Linked DNA regions of Mus musculus: region 1 is linked to region 2. Evidence: chromatin contacts called from public promoter capture Hi-C data. All regions are on one chromosome and are shown on one strand. Each heading gives the region's core, a stretch centred on a gene start, on an enhancer-like site or on the middle of the called end of the contact. The rest is flanking DNA. Distances are from core to core; before and after follow the strand shown. Region 1 holds the start of Aifm2 (apoptosis-inducing factor, mitochondrion-associated 2). Region 2 holds the start of Septin10 (septin 10).

What was found. Promoter capture Hi-C pulls out the DNA fragments that hold promoters and counts their contacts.
Region 1: a promoter capture Hi-C map of liver shows a contact between it and region 2, with 3 times the contacts expected there. The contact joins the promoter of Aifm2 here to the promoter of Septin10 in region 2. A contact is called at or near these places in 2 of 39 promoter capture datasets (liver and pre-B cells).

Annotation. Positions count from the first base shown.
Region 1 is chr10:61,712,312-61,716,533 of GRCm38.p6, forward strand. Aifm2 (apoptosis-inducing factor, mitochondrion-associated 2) reads left to right here and starts at 2,952. Exons shown (of 10, transcript NM_001284300.1): 1 at 2,952-3,041.
Region 2 is chr10:59,220,097-59,224,856 of GRCm38.p6, forward strand. Septin10 (septin 10) reads right to left here and starts at 1,404. Exons shown (of 10, transcript NM_001024911.3): 1 at 1,295-1,404. The coding sequence starts at 1,312. Sowahc (sosondowah ankyrin repeat domain family member C) reads left to right here and starts at 1,826. Exons shown (of 1, transcript NM_172939.3): 1 at 1,826-4,760. The coding sequence starts at 1,948. The coding sequence ends at 3,486.

The DNA.
Region 1 (4,222 bases), core at 1,702-4,201, 2.5 Mb after region 2:
AGGTATGACTCTGTTGCTGAAGACACCACACACTTTGGGCATAGAACTTGGAAGAATGGAGCTGGAGCTGACCTGGAAGCCTCTCTGAGGACTGGCCCTCACAGTAAGGTGCCATGCAAGCTGCCAGAGGAGACAAGCAATCAGTAGTGCTGCCCATCTGTAAAGCCTACAGATCACCACAACACCCAACAGGACAGGACATGGTACAGCAGAGGAAATGTTATCATCAGCGTAACCAACAATGTCTGATTAGACTCGAGGTCTATGGGATGGTAGGGAATGCGTCCCTGGTACATAGGCAGATGACCGTGGCACAGACCCTAGAGGAGGACACAATGTTGCCATTTTCCTCAACCATTCTAATTCTGTCTTTTAAATACTTAGCTTTACATCCACAGATTAAATGTAGCTCTCGTGCCTTTTCAAAGAAACTTCCTTTTTGCAACAATCTAGAGGCTGTTACAGGGATCCACAACTGATCAAAAGGCAAAGTAAAACTAACTACAGGGTAACATCTACCACACTACTGCTCTACCTAAGGCTCAGGAAGCCGGAAGAAGGAACAGGATGACTGTAAGAGCCAGAGGTCTTCAAAGCTGTGATGTAGTGTCTTCTTCTTCTTCTTCTTCTTCTTCTTCTTCTTCTTCTTCTTCTTCTTCTTCTTCTTCTTCTTCTTCTTCTTCTTCTTCTTCTTCCTCTTCCTCTTCCTCTTCCTCTTCCTCTTCCTCTTCCTCTTCCTCTTCCTCTTCCTCTTCTTCTTCTTCTTCTTCTTCTTGATTTGCCTATTTTATGTATATGAGATACTATAGCTGTTTTCAGACACACCAGAAGAGGCCATCAGATCCCATTACAGATGGTTGTGAGCCACCATGTGGTTGCTAAGAATTGAACTCAACCTCTGGAAGAACAGTCAGTGCTCTTAACCACTGAGCCATCTCTCCAGCCCTACTTAATGTCTTCTAGACATGGTCCTGCCACAAAATCTTAATAGGATTGCTTAAACAAGGCCTGCAAATAATCACACCAGGTAACATGCTGTGCAGATGGGGAAATTTCATAAGGCCCCATCTCTAAAGTTAGCAGTTAGTGGCTTCAGAGAGAGAGAGAGAGAGAGAGAGAGAGAGAGAGAGAGAGAGAGAGAGGTTGATTATGAGGTTTCTCTAGGGAAACCTCATTCTGCTGACATTACCCATTCCCAGATGGTTACATGTTCATAAGGGAAATATGAAACGGACTTAGTGAAGGGAGGGGAGCTTGGAGGTGGCTCAGAACACCCCCAGGCACCAAAGGAGAGTTATTACCCCAGAAGATCAAATTGGTGGAGGGTGGGGAGCTGCCTGTGGATGGGACAAAGGCAGCAGCAGGTGTCTCTGAAGGACAGTTTTTAAGGAGAAAAAGGGGAAGTCTGTACTCAGATGAGTTGGTGAATCCTGACTGGACAGTTAGCCAGTGCAGCCAAATCATGAATTTTGATGGCTGGACCTTGGTGTTCAGTCTCAGAAATGAGTCAGAGGCCAGTTAGGGGAGCCGACCTTGCGGGGCTAGCTTTAGTAATGATCTAAGGATTTAGCCAGGAGAGGGAAGGGGAAAGGGTAAAAGCTGCTGGTACCATGTATGTCGTGCCTGGGCCTGTTGGAGCCCTTCAGGTAGCTTCTGTCTCTGTCTGTTTCTGTGTGTGCAACAGTAGCAATTATAGAAGACAGGATGGAAATGATGGAAATGTTCATGTGTGAAATTCTCATCAAAACAAGTGTTCAAAGCAAAACAAAACAACCAACCAAATAAAGAAATGCTACCTACTGCCTATGTATGTTTGAGACAGGGTCTCTCACTGTAGCCCAGGATATCCTTGAACTTGTAAACCTCCTTGTCTCAGCCTCCCCAGTGGCTGTGGGTACAAGCATGAGTTAGTACACCCTGCTCAGGTATGTACGTGACCTCACGGACACTTGCCTACTGCCCCTAGGGTAGGGGACAATATCTGCTTGGAGACAGATGCCCTATCGTTCCCCTATGTAGCTTCGAATGCTCTGGCTTTCCTATCTCTGGCATCCTTCTGTGACTTGGCACACATGCTTGCTTCTCTCCCTTGCTCAGGGCTGACTTCAGTATGGGAGAGAGGCCTGAATACTTTTTGATCTCCAAGCTTCCTTACAGCAGTAGGTGACAGGAGATGTGGTAGTGTTTTGTTTGTCTTCTTGTTGTTGTTGTTTTGTTTTGTAGGGTTTTTGAGACCTGGTTTCTCTGTGTAGCCCCTGGATGTCCTGGAACTTGCTCCGAGTTGGCCTCAAACTCAACAGACATCCTCCTGCCTCTGCCTCCCTAGTGCTGGGATTAAAGGCTGCACCACTGCAGTCTGTCAGCAGTGGTGGTTTGATGGCTTCATTTTTTTGACAGGATCTCAGGAAGTCCAAAGTGGACTCAGTAGCCAATTTCTAACCCTCTTGCCTCTACTTCCTAAATGCTAGGATTACAGGTATGCACCACCGTGCTCTGCTTCTGTGGGTAAGAAATCCAGGGCACTCAGGATAGGCAAACAGCTCCTGAGTCTTGTGTTAAACCCCTTCTTTCTCCAGGCTACCATATAACCAAAGGATATACCGGTTCCGCTCTCCATTTTAAAGCTCCAGTGCAGGACCAAAGACTGGGCGAACAGCAGGCGCTCAGTCCGTATGCACATGTGTGCAGATGGCAAAGCTAGTGTGTGTGTGTGTGTGTGTGTGTGTGTGTGTGTGTGTGTGTGTGTGTTTGTGTGTGTGTGTGTGTGTGTGTTGGGGAGGCTCTCGGTTGTCTCCCAGAAACCCCTGGCAAAACTAAGGCGCAGGATCTTGGCAGGCTGAGAGGCTAGCTAGGCTGCATCAGCGCTGGGAGTGTCCAAGTAGGGAGCGGCTGGTAGGCGGTCAAGGTCAGTTCCAGGGCAGCGGGAGGGGCGGGGCTCGGGGGCGGGGCTCGGGGCGGGGCTGCGACCCGGAGACAGTGATGGGCACGCCCCGACACGGGGCCTCAGCGCCGGAAGACGCGAGGACCAAGGACCGCTACAGGTGAGGTCACTGGGGATCCTTGTTCCCTCGCGCGGCGTGGGGTACACTAGGGGCATGACAGGGGCCGCGGAATTAGGAGGGGGCCGTTGCCTAGGATACTTAACGCCGGTCCGGAGGACCAGGTTCCTCGGGATTCATTGCTCCTCAATGTCCGCTAAATCTGTCCGGGAAGAACTTGGGGTCTTGGGAGGGGGAAGCAGGACGCGCAGGGGTAGCGGGGCAGGCGTGGCCTTGATCTTGGGAGGGTCTCAGACAGAAGGACTGAGGTGTCTGAGTGCAGCGGGAGACCCTTAGGAATCTCAGAGAAAGTGAGTAGGGTTACCCAGGGGTGCATTGGAGGCCTGCTTCACCCCGCCCCCCTGTGAAATAGGGGTTCTGTTAGAAAAAGCGAGACCAGCAATGACTGAATCCCCTTCTCTTCTCTCTCTCTCTCCCTCTCTCTCTTTCTCTCCTCCCCCTCTCTCTTTCCCTTTCCCACTCTCCCTCTCTCTTACTCTTTCTTCCTCCCTCCTCCCCCTCTTCCCAGGCACCCTGTTCTTTCCAAGACCACACACTCCACACATCCCCATAGCTCACTAAGATAATTTTGACCCTGGGATTTAGGGGTGTGGGGGGGGAATGCTCAGCTGTCTTAAGAGCTGAGGCCCCCGGGGGAGGACAGGTGTAGTTTGGAAAGAAACTTCCAGATCTCCCCACTCAGCACCTATGAACCAAGGCTAGCATCAGCTTCTAACATGAGCCTGTGTCCCCTGCCAACACACCCCAAGTGCTCAGCCACACTCTCAAGGGACTGCATGTCAACACTGGCCTAAGTCACCTCCTGTTCACTAGAGCTGGGCCTATCAAGTACTGTACAGCCAGTGGGCCTTGTCTGGAGGGAGATGCAGGTTGGCAATGGCCAGGGATGGGCAGGTCACTTGGGGTGTGTGTGTGTGTGTGTGTGTGTGTGTGTGTGTGTGTCTGAGTGCAGGAGTGTCTATGCCAAAGTGAGTGCTTCTTTTCCTTCTCCTCTTCATTCTATCAGCCAGTCCCTTTTAGCATGGGGTGTTTTTCAACGGTATATCTAGGGGTGCATTCCTCAGCAGCTGTCCCTAGAGTGCTCACTCTCAGCCTGGTCTTTGGTGTCCAAAGAGGGGAGCCATCGCCTCCCTTCCCCAGTGGAAGAGGGGACAGATATCATA
Region 2 (4,760 bases), core at 154-2,653:
GTAAATATCGAAAAATTTACCCACGGTAGACATCATGGCAAATATGGGTGACAGATGTGAATGCAGTTACTGTGTCCAATGTATATTTCAGGGGGAAGAGACCTATAAGTTGTATTAGTGTGGATATATCTAACAAGAAATCAAAGTTTCATCATGCTAAAGAATTAGAAGGTACTGATAAATCACTAAATGGATGATAATACTTTTTTATGAGAATAGGTTTACTGGACAGCCATTAAGGTTCGAATAGCTTAGGTACTATGATTTTTTTTTCATGTCAATGATCACGAACCAACTTCACACAGAAATTATAGCATTTATCTATTTCTCATTATTTTTATTTTAGTCTATTGAAATAAGTTCTACAACTAAAATGCAACATAGGAAGATAATAATAAGAGTCACTTGTTTCAGGTAAGTAGAAAGTTATTTGGGAAATGTTGCTTGAGATTAAGAATCCGACAAAAATACTACCAATGCCAAAGGATTCAATAGAGTTAGTTAAGAGGATTACTTTCATTAATATTGGATAAGGGAAATATTAGAGTTTCTTAAAGTAGAGAAAAATAATTTACTGCGTGCAGCTGTTAGGGAAGTAGAAATAGAATCTATTCTACCCCCTGCGACAACTGGAAGATTCCACATACAATCTTAAAATGATGGGAACAAAAGCAAGATTACAAGAGATTGGTATTATGAAAACAGTATGACCTCTCGGATAACTATGGCTTATATCCTATATCAACTAAGATAAGTTTTTCAAGTTATTTGAACCGCACAAAACATTGGATCGGTCAAGTGGTTTGTTTGTTTTTTTTTTGTTGTTTTTTTTTTTTTTCATTACAAGGGGACGGGAAAGCCAAACAAAACCGCCAAGCATTACAGTAAACCCGCGAGCTTTGGAAAATCTAAGGAAGCCGACTTTCCGGTCAGTAGCCATGTACGTGTACACAATTGCACAAAATCAGGCGGATTCCAAGGCCTGATTTAAGTCGGGGAAAAGGAAAAAAAAAACCGTTACAAAGTGATAGGCATCGATCATCATCCTGGATTTCATTTACACCACCCCGCTTTGGCCAGGACCAGGAAGCCTGGAAAATGTAACTTTTCCCCAACATGCAGTCGCTCGCCAGAGCTCTTCAGCCCTCGCCCTGGGGCAACAGGGAGCCCCCTCTCCACGACACGCGGAGTCCCGGAGCCGCACGGTCACAATCTCGCTGGCCCAGAGGCGACCGGGCGGGGCGGGGCGGGGGCTCGGGGAACCCAAGGGCGCGGGGCTCACCAGCTGCTGTACCTCGTCGCATGAGGCCATAGCCCTGGTGGGACGTAGGGAAACGGTGGTCTCAGGCTGGACGCAAACACAGGTCCCGGGCCGCTTCAGAGAGAGACCCGCTGGGCGTAACTGGCGGGACAAGGGGCGTGCCCGGCGCCCCGCAGCCGTTAATGGGCGGGGCGGCCTCTGCTGAGAGGCTGGGGCGGGGCCGAGGCGGAGGGCTGCGGGAACGCGCCAGGGACTACCAGGGTTTCCCGCGCTCGGGGCGAGCTTCTCCCGGGTGTGCCCCACCGGGCGTTTTGACGAAAAGCCAAGTGTGTGGGGAGGGTGAGTGGAAACGTGAGCCTCGGAGGCCAAGCTCTGGGTCCCTCGCCTCCCGCCACTGGCGGAAACAGTGGCTGCGAGCCCGCGCGGAGCCCGGAAGTGGGCGGGGCCTCGGGCCGGGGACTGTCGCCGAGATTGAGTCCCGAGCGGAAGTGGGTGTGGCGGGGCGTGTCCACTGGGACGCGGCCCCAGTGAGGCGGTGTCAGCGCTCGCGGGACTCGAGACTCTTCAAAGCTGGGATCGCGCGTGCTGCCAGCCACTGAGACCCAAGCCGCTCTCCGGGTCCTCCAGGCGTCCGGCCATGGTGTCTGGCTGAGCGCTCCTGGGGCTGAGAAGCTGAGCCGCGGTGAATGGAGGGGTCACTGGAGCTGAGCTCGGAGGCGATCCTGCGCTTCCTCGCCGAGCGTGGGGGCCGGGCGGGACACTCGGAATTGGTGCAACACTTCAGGGACGTCCTGGGTGGCCAGCGCGAACAGCGCACCCGCGCCCGCGAGCGCTTCAAGGAACTGGTCAATGCCGTGGCCACCGTGCGCACCGATCCCGCGGATGGTACCAAGTATGTGCATCTCAAGAAAAGGTTCTGTACGGGGGATTCCCCCCCGCTTGAGGCCAAGCTCCCCCGAGAGCCCCCGCGTATCGAGGTGACTGAGGAGCCTCAAGTCCCGGACCTTGCAGCGGAGCCTTGCGAGGGCAGCCAGCTCCAGGAGGCAAATCCACAGTTGTCTCTCGGACTGGGTGGCGAAGTGAGCGACCAAGAGCCTCCAGCCCCTGCTCAAGGTGGGGCCCAAGGTAAGGACTCGCCACCACAGGAGGTCGAGGCCGTGTCCTGGGCGTCGGGTCCCGGGTCCAGCGAGAACCTTAAACTCCCTCCACAGGGGGAGGCTGAAGGGGGCAGTTCCCCTAGTGGGCCAAACACACCCAGGTCGGCCCGTCAGAACTTTCGGGACCTGGTGTTGGGCAGCTCCCCGCAACTAAAGAGGAGCGTGGGTCCTGGGGACGGTAACGCTGGAGGTCGCAGCAGAGGAGGGGGCGACTCCGATACCGCATCGTTAGCTTCTTCGTCCGCAGAAGAGGAGAGCAGCGTCGGGGCCTCGGTTACCCTGGATCCCCTGGATCACGCCTGGATGCTCTCAGCTTCCGAGGGCAAGTGGGACAGCCTAGAAGGGCTGCTCACTTGTGAGCCCGGCCTGCTCTCGAAGCGAGACTTCATCACCGGCTTCACTTGTCTCCACTGGGCCGCCAAGCACGGCAGGCAAGAGCTCCTGGCCATGTTGGTCAACTTTGCCACCAAACACCAGCTGCCAGTGAACATCAATGCCAAGTCGAGCGGAGGCTACACTGCCCTACATTTGGCAGCGATGCATGGGCATGTAGAGGTGGTGAAGTTACTAGTGGGGGCCTACGACGCAGATGTAGACATCAGGGACTACAGCGGGAGAAAGGCCTCTCAGTATCTGAGCGAGAGCATCGCAGAGGAGATAAAGAACCTGGTGGGAGCCCTGGATGAAGATGATGGAGACAGCCCTGCCGCCCGCGGGGGTGGGCGCTGGAGACTTTCAAAGGTGCTCCCCTCACACATCACTCACAAACTCTCCCCGGTCGTGGAAGACGGAGCTGAACTTCACCACCACGTCCCCGAGGGATGGACTGGAGGAAGCAAAGCAAAAGATTCAGGTCGCAAAGCCTCGGGCAGCTCAAGTGGACGGATGAAGCCACGACTCAACAAAATCCGATTCCGAACCCAGATCATTCACACCACTCCCTCCTTCAGGGATGCTAAACCGACACTGGAGGAAGGGGAGGAGGAGGAGGAGGAGGAGGAGGAAAGGTCTCTTAGAGGCTACTCATCTTCCTTTAAACTGAGACCGAAGTCCAATGTATTTGGGTAAAATAATTCGCGCTAGAAATGCTAAGGCTTATTTGTCTTCAAGGTAGAATAATACTGGGTATGGATAAGAAGTGGAAGCAGAAAAAACCAAATAAATTATGCATTTTAACTTTCGGGCTTGGGGTGGATCTGTAATAATCCTTTCAGGATAGCATTCTGAGGCAAGAAAATGTCTCTGAAGTGATTCATAATGCACTGATTTGTGCCTCTTCCCCAACCCCACCCAGGTAACCTGGAACTTGTGAGAACTGGAATTATTGATGACTAAGAGTCCCATTTGCTTTTTAATCATTGCGAGATACCATGCAAAGTAAGGGCCATGAGAAAATGCAAAACACATGGTATTGCAAACTGAACCTGCTAATGTTTGTAAGTGAATGAAACTAGAGGCTGCCCTGATTTTCTGCTATGCACACTTGCTTAAGGTGCTAAAGAAGGGCAAGGTCAGAGTTGAAATGTGAAACTACAAAGGAGGATTATGTGAACGGAGATGGGAATCCCACTGATAACGTCTTACTTGTATTGTAAGTAGCGGTTCCCAATTTTTTTTTTAAAGCAGTTTTACTTTTAATCACTGAACTGAAGAAGGAAGCAGCACTTGCTTTCAAGTTACTGTAATCTGGTTTGTGCCTATATAACACTATACGGTACATTATTAACTACAAACTTGGTTCAATAGAAGAAGACATTTATTTAAATAGATGAGCACATAGCAACCTATGGTACTTTTTTTAAATGTGTATGTCTTGTTGATTATCACCAACTAGTTTTGCTACTCTTAAATTCTGAACTTTCTGAGGTTTGTATTCTGGGGATTTTGTTTGTTTGTTTGTTTATGAAGCTTACAATACTTTACTTATCACCTAAACTGATTTACTTATCACCTAAACCATTCCTTGTTTAGAAAATAGCAAAATATGCTTCTGTGAAGTAATTATTAAATCAGTTTAATATGTTTCTCATGTAAGAGACATTTTAATTTTATTAATACATTCATAGCCTCTATGCTTTGTAGCAACATTTTACAAATGTGCAAAATACTAAATCTTTCACTTTTCTTATGTTTCTTTGTATGTACTCAAAGAACTATAGTGTGGTTACAGAAAGCCTAGATAGTCTGCCCATTTAAAAATGGGCAATTTATTATATTTTATAAAAAGGAAGAGAAATGGGGCCATTTCTGTATTTCAATGCTGCTAGCTATTGAATTTCCTTATATATAGTTGAAAAATACTATTCCTTAAAATTAAAGACTTTTACAACTGTGATCCGTAA